2 separate regions of the Anas platyrhynchos genome follow, and region 1 is linked to region 2. A link is a contact called in public Hi-C data. All regions are on one chromosome and are shown on one strand. Each heading gives the region's core, a stretch centred on a gene start, on an enhancer-like site or on the middle of the called end of the contact. The rest is flanking DNA. Distances are from core to core; before and after follow the strand shown.

The links. A called contact is a pair of places that touch in the nucleus more often than the background predicts.
Region 1: a Hi-C map of liver shows a contact between it and region 2, with 2.2 times the contacts expected there. The contact joins the promoter of LOC101803973 here to the enhancer-like site in region 2. A contact is called at or near these places in 4 of 8 Hi-C or Micro-C datasets (liver, skeletal muscle and subcutaneous adipose tissue).

The regions. Positions count from the first base shown.
Region 1 is chr28:1,511,982-1,515,685 of IASCAAS_PekinDuck_T2T, reverse strand. LOC101803973 (G protein-activated inward rectifier potassium channel 1) reads right to left here and starts at 1,449. Exons shown (of 3, transcript XM_013100562.5): 1 at 1-1,449. MPP3 (MAGUK p55 scaffold protein 3) reads left to right here and starts at 1,890. Exons shown (of 19, transcript XM_038168760.2): 1 at 1,890-2,046.
Region 2 is chr28:1,383,452-1,386,863 of IASCAAS_PekinDuck_T2T, reverse strand. DHX8 (DEAH-box helicase 8) reads right to left here. Exons shown (of 23, transcript XM_005026111.5): 23 at 1,509-2,993. The coding sequence ends at 2,774. Among named protein-coding and RNA genes, the nearest start is that of DHX8, 13 kb to the right of the region's middle. Within about 2 kb of position 2,078, at least 3 of the 8 cell types and tissues checked have an H3K27ac peak or open chromatin away from gene starts, as enhancers often do. A contact at or near this core is called in subcutaneous adipose tissue, where this site is marked.

The DNA of each region.
Region 1 (3,704 bases), core at 200-2,699, 130 kb before region 2:
TAAACTATCAGTCTGCCCAAAGTTTAATTTTGGATGTTTTAAATTTTTAATTAATACTGTTAATTTTTAATGGTATTGTTTCCAGAATAATCTGAAAGAACTAAACATGTCAGCCTTACTGGTTTAATGATTCTTAAGATATTGTGGATTTAACACTTCGTTCTCATCCATTCTTTCACTTTTCCTCATTCTTTGTGTGCTACATTGAAAATAGGAATACAAGTATATGGGAAAGGGACAATATTTATCTGCTGTTAGTGGCACAAATCCCATCTTAACTAGGCTCAGCTTAAGTAGATGGAGTTTAGAGATTTTGGGTTACGTTCATGAAAGGCCACAGGTACCAAAGTTGAAACTTAGGTCTTTAAAAATTCCTGCCTCGGTCACTGCCAGGTCTGGATACTTTCAGGCTTTTGAAGATGAAATGGGTGCTGTGTTTCAAGTGTTCACCCAGGGTAGAAGAGTACGGTTTCAATTCCCTTGAAGATAAATCTTCAACTTGCCAGGGAAATGCACCATTCAGCAAACTGTCTGCTTGCGCTGTACAAATCTGGCACTTGTTAGCCTATCCAAACAGTAATAAGCTCATTATGACTCTCTGTTTACCACTACAGGTAGCAGTGTTACTGCTACACACAGTGGTGAGGCTGCGTTCCAAAACAGCAAGATTACTGTGCAAAGAGTACCTCAGGGTGTGTTTGAGGTTAATTAGCAGAAAACCCATACTGCTTGCCTGTAGATACCATCTTCAGTCATGGGCCAACCTGATGCTCTTTTGTTCAAGCACACGATACTGTGTATGCCCATCAGGGCAGCACATTCCTCTGCTTTCCCTCTTCTGTTCCCCCTTCTCAGGTTGTGCAACCATACACGTTCCCCATACGTGGGGATCCATCCTGACCTTCAGCTCCAATAGATGTTCTTCATAACGCCAGGTAGAAGGCAGAAGCCTGGGTCTTCCTGGACAAACTCATATTGCTTAGTCCCAGAATGGATGGAATTTGTAGACAAAATACAAGACTAGCAGTGACACGCAGAGTTGTGTCTTGGGATAATACAATCTGGGGAAAAGGAGGCTGAGAGGTGACCTCGTTGCTCTCAGCAGCTTCCTGAGGGGAAACAGAGAGGGAGATGCCAACTTGGGCTCCCTGTGAACCAACGGTGGTGTGCATGGGGACAGCACAAAGCTGCACCAGGGAAGGCTCAGGATGGACATGAGGAAACATTTCTTTATGATGAGTGTTGTTAAACACTGGAATAGGCTGTCTAGAGAGCTGCTTGTCAGCGTTTGAGAGATGTTTGGACAATGCCCTCATTCATATACTTGAACTTTTGGGTAGCCCTGAGGTGCTCTGGCAGTTGGACTCGATCATCATTGTAGTTCAATTGGAAGTGACCTATTCTGTTCTATTTTCCAAAGGATGTGTACTGGGGCTTGAATACCCATTGCTAACATGCTGGCCTTTCAAAACAGGAGGGCTTGTGTTTCTGTTGAAAGAAGAATCTGGCTGCTCCCTTGATGCCTGGCCACCAAACATCCCCCAATTTATCCTGAAGTATTTTCATGTGTGCTCCAATTCCACATTAACCTCCCCCCGTGAAGAAACAATCCAGAAAGCCACTGCCGGCTCCTCCAAGCCTCCACACGCCGCAGCTGCCACATGTGGCAGGGGCTGGCCGGGGGCTGAGGTGGCATCTCGGTGCCATCGCTCCCTGGGGGTGCTTTGGGAAAGGGCGGCTCTGGAGCCTGTGGGACACCGGGCAGGGGAGCAGCTCCGGCCCGGACCCACCTGGAGATCTTGGGGAGATCCCCCCCGGGCACGCCGCCACCTCACAACCACCCCGGACCCCACCGTTGTCGCCCGCCCAGCCCCGGGCAGCTCGGGGGAGGGAATGAGGGCGGGAGGCGGCGCGTAACCGGCTCTAGGGGCGCATGAGCGAGGCTCGCAGCGGGCTACAGGGAGGCGGGCACCGGGGGAACCGCTCCGCCGGGGCGGGCAGGCAGCCAGCACCGCTCCGGGCCCGGGCTCGGGCCCGCAGCCGCAGGTAACGGTCGCCCGGGCGGCAGCACCGCTCCCGGAGCGCCGCTCGGTGCCCGCTGAGGGGAGCGGGGCGGCGCCATTTTGGGGCCGGGCCGGGCTCTGACGCGGCCTCCGCTGCACGGAGCCGCCGGGGTTCCTCGGGCGAGCTCCGCCTGAGGGAGAGGGCTCGCGGGAGGCGGAGACGGGGTCCCAGAGCCCCTCGCAGAGTTTCGGCTTCGTGGCCGGTGAAGCGGTTCCGGAGCTGCACCGCCTCAAACCCCCGCTGTGGGTGTGCGGGAGCTGCCTCGCTCCGTGCCCGGGAGCCTCGGGGAGCGGTGCCGGGGCAGCCGAGCCGCCTGCCTGCCCTCAGGTTATCGCTGAGCCGCTGTGGAAAAGCCCCTGTGAGGGTTCCCTGCTTCTCTCAGCTGTCGGAGCAGTCCCTCTGCTAGTGCTGAGGTGGGCGAAGAGGCAGCTGAAAGGCTGGCTCGGTCAGCCCCTGACACTCGGTGGGCACAAAGGCAAGGGGAAGAGAAAATCCACATAGTAGCCATCACCTACGAGCTTCTCGGTGTGCAGGTGCCTTTCCTGGCCTCCTCATCACTAGGGTAGTTTCTGGGAAGATGTTAAAGTGTCCCCGCTTTCGGAAATGGGCTTTTACTGCTGTGGTATATCTGGGTTATGGAAGCTTTATGAAGGCTTTGATCAATAGATCTGGGTTACAGACAATTTATGTAGGCTGTGAACTGCAGTAGGTCTATTTTCTGAGGTAATGGGGGCATGACGAAGTATATCACATCTCTGTTTAATCTCTGACCCCATGTGCAGCATCCATGTGTTTAGCCCTTCCCACATATCAACAGGCCTCTTGCTGGGCAAGGGAGGTGGCTCAAACATCTGGGCAAGGACACACACACAAAATGAATTGTGCTGTAGAGTTTTAGATGAATCTGCTCACATATCCCTTTCATACTGTATGGCTGAAAGGGTAGATAAATGATTTTGAGCCCCCCCTTTCAAAAGTCACATGCCCGTGGCAGAATTTAGTGCCTTGAAGCCAGCACTGAGAATTGACAGGAGGATGCCAGCGATGAATTATTGAACGTGAAATACTTTTCAGTCTTCTGAATGTTTAGTCCAAGCAACTGAGTCTTAACATGGATTTTACAGAGCATGGGAAAGGCCTCTACGGGAAGCCACCATTTTGACTGCTGTGCCTAGCTCATCTAAGTCTAGTGCTCTTGAGTTTTGTGCCAGGTTTTTGAGATCTTAAAACATATATTTTCCACATTGCCGGGTAGGATGCTGTTTGGCTAAGAGTCTGGAAAATAACCTGATTTACTTTGGTTGTGGTGCTAAGTGAGTTTGTCTGCAGGAAGCACACATTCTCACAGAGTGGGCAATTAAAGCTCTCTTGATAATCAGAGAATATTTCAAATATGTGTCAAATTAAATGGAGTAGTAAACGTACCAGAGGGATGGGTTGAATGAATTGTGTATACTATACATTTTCTTCTGGCATGAAGTGGCAAGTAGAGGATGGAATTTGCATACTTCTTCAAAGCAATATGTAATAGGAATAGTCTTGAAAGTTAATTAAGTAAATGTTCAGCCTGTGTTCTACAGTGGGGTATGATCCATAAATCAGAACAAAATTTCAGCTGCCTGTGAGCTCACCAGTTAGAG
Region 2 (3,412 bases), core at 829-3,328:
CCGCGCTCCATCCATGCTCTTTGCATTAAGTGTTACACCAGCCCGTGTTGCTCGGGGTGCTGAGGTTCACGGGTGGCTTCAAATTCCCCAGAGGGCCCATTCAGCAGCTCACACATCTCCTTGGGCTTCCAGGAAAAACTAAGCTTTCAAAATGAGATGTTATCCATGTGCATCACTTTAGGTAAACTAAAAGCAACCAGCACAAGGCAAGAGCCTCCACCTACCTCCCCATGAAGGCTGGTGCCAGTCCGCCTACCTCTTGTAGGAAGAGCACTCGTTATGGTCCTTAATTTCTTCCTTAGCTACTCCCTCCCTCTGTTTACCTGTAGCTAATTTCCTGCTAGCTTGTTCTCTGCCAGCAGGTATAAGATAAACCCTAATTTATCTAGCAGCTAAAGCTTTCCCCCGTAATTGCAGCTCAAGTCTCTTTTCAGCACCTTAACCAAATATTACCAGGAGCTGGAGGACCTTGCAGGGGCGGTGGCTGCTGCTGTCGCTGGCGAGCACATCCCCTCCTGCCATGTTTAGAGAAATTTCCAAGCCCCCCAGCAAAAGAGCTGCTAATGGCAAGGCCACTTAGAGCTGACAAAGGGACACGTGCAGGAATTGCATGCACATACACACTTCTATTACCCAGGAAATTTTTAGCACTTATGCTGACATAACACCTCCAAAAAAACATCCCACGCTAGACTCATGGCCCCTGCCAGCAGAATTTTTGGCTTTAGATAAGAAACTTTTGTTATCAGTTCTCGTTCGCTAACTCAGGACAGTGAAAACGAGCCAGAAAATCTACAGCTCATACTTTTTAAGATAACCCAGTCCATTTCGACAGGGGCAGATGGTAAGCGCTCATACAAGCGTCTCATCCAGCATTGCTCAAGAAACACTTTCTCCCAGCAAGGGGCTAAAACACGCAGTCAGCTGATGCAAGTACTGCTAGAAGAAAGCATTATGCCTGTGGTTTTGTGCTGGGATGACATCGTGTATTTTGAGGTTTTCTGAATCTTTTTACCATTATACAAGATAAACCAACCAAAAAGAATCACATCAACAGTAATTAGCATGTTAAGCTTAAAAGCTTCAGAATGTAATAGGTGGGTAAAACCTATTTTAAAAAAAAATTATCAGTTTTGGTTGTGGGGGGTTCCCAGAGGAAGCAGCTGAGATCCACATAGACTTTCTGCAAATGAATTAAAAGATGTTATCAACAAACTAATTGTCAAAAACAAAGAAACTGTTGATGCATTTTGCCATACCATGAGGTGAGAAAGAGGCTACACAAGAAAAGCAAAAATCAAATTAATTTGGAACAGAAATACCCCAAAATATGCTGTCCAACTGGGACTCTCACTATTTGCATTTTCTCTTTCACATACCTCATTTGGTTTTTGAAAATTAACTGCAAAGTTTCATGGAAACAGTAACAGAAGCAGCTGCAGAGCTCCTAGAAGGAAAATGTGCTTGGAAGAATGTTCACACAGTGACATAATTAAAGAGTCTCAAACCCTGCAAAGTTTCTAATTCTATTTAACTTTTTATAAAGATGTAACACCAAGGTAAAGCTCAGGGTATTTATACAACATAATAAAACACTATATACAGCAACCTTGCCCACCTTTGTACATAGATACAGAGTTCCAATATATCTACTTAGCAGTGAGAAACATTCTTCAAAGTAGAGTAGAAGACAACCTGCCAAGTTCATTCTACTCATTTCATTAACAACTTTAACAATGTCCCAGATTTGGGGAAAAAAAGAATTTAAAAAAAAAAGTCAAATAATGGAGTCAAATAATTTTCATCTGTTTGCAACAGAAAAAAATAATTTACAGATAGCTTCAGCATGACATAAAACACACTGGATCGTCAAATCCATTTTTCAAGAGGGAACTGTTACACTGTGTTTTACAGACATTTCAGCTGTAAGAGAACATTCTATTAAAAAAAAAAAACACACAACAGTTGTGATGTCACCAAGCATTGTAAGTGGAAATAGAACACATGACACATTGTAGAGAAAGTCTAAACATCTGTAAGCACTTATGTTCATAGACAGAGCCGTGCTGCAGAGTGGATGTGGTTAATTACCATTTGATATACTAGCCTTCAGCACACAGGAGATGGTGATGAAGGATAAGGCTTACAGTCTGACCTGTGCCATTGTCCAAGTATAACAGACATTCTAGCCGGGTTTCAAGGGATCTTTCTTGTATTATTCCAAAGCCACAGATACTAAATACCTCACTGCAGATGGCTTGCGTAAGAGACAAATAGTTACAGTGACCAGAAAAATGCATAAAATAGGAAAAACTGAGGATAAGCACCTCCCAGAAAACTGCCACTGTCCAAGAGCATAAATTGAAATAAATCCCTTTTAGCAGGGTAAAGAAACAAATTTTTATTTGGTCATTCAGAGCGGTTAGGTTGGTGAACGACTGTTTCTTAATCACCGTCTTTTTGTTGTTGTTCTGCTCAGTGCCCAGATTTCTGAGTCTTAAGATTTTCTCTCTAAAAAAGGAGAATGACTAAAAAAGTGTTTCAAGAACCATTCCTGAAATGATGCAATACATTGAGGAGTCCCAGGACATTTGTCATGCAGCTGTAGAATCTGAGGGGCAACTGACATGAGCAAGCATCGCCCCCTTGTGCTTCTGCTCTGAAAATACTTTTCATTTTGTAGGTAAGCTTGAAGTGCAAGAGTCCCAAAAGGACACTCAACACTGCAAAATGACAAATGTAAAACCAGTAACAGTCTAGGGGGGAACTAGGCTCATCGCCGTCTGAATGCACGTGATATCCTCCAAGCGTTGGGCTCCTCGTAGCGGTTGTAGAGGGGTTCAAGCCGCTGCTGCTTTTTCTGTTTGCTCAGTTTGGTTGGATCAGAAACCTTGAAGAATGCTGGTGCAAATTCCACCAGCCAGCGTGGGTCAATAGTTGTCACTTCACGCATGTACTCCTTGGTGGTCAGCACTAGCTCATGATACACCACCCTGTGAGAAGAGAGCAACTTGGGATATTAGTATTTCCAAACAAGAAGAGGCACGGCAAGTGCTGCAGTATCTAAGCTCACCCTTTTATCTCTGATTCTTCCCTCTTTCAGCATAAGACTCTTTATAAGCTCTGATGCAGGCTATATAAGAACCATCCAGAAGTCATCATCTTTTTCCTCTCCTACCTCACACCTACTCTTCAGCATAAAGCTGCTCTCTTCTGTTTAAAACGATTCATTCTCTCCCTCAGCATTTCAACACTGAAACTCCATTCCACAAGACAGGAACACAATCACAAGGCTTCAGTCCCAGCCTTGGTTTGAAAAGTAAGTCTCACATCTGCACAGGCACAGATTTTTGCAGCAGAAAGAGCCAAAAGCAGACTTGAAACTTTTCTCACTCTGCTCCTTGCTGAGAAG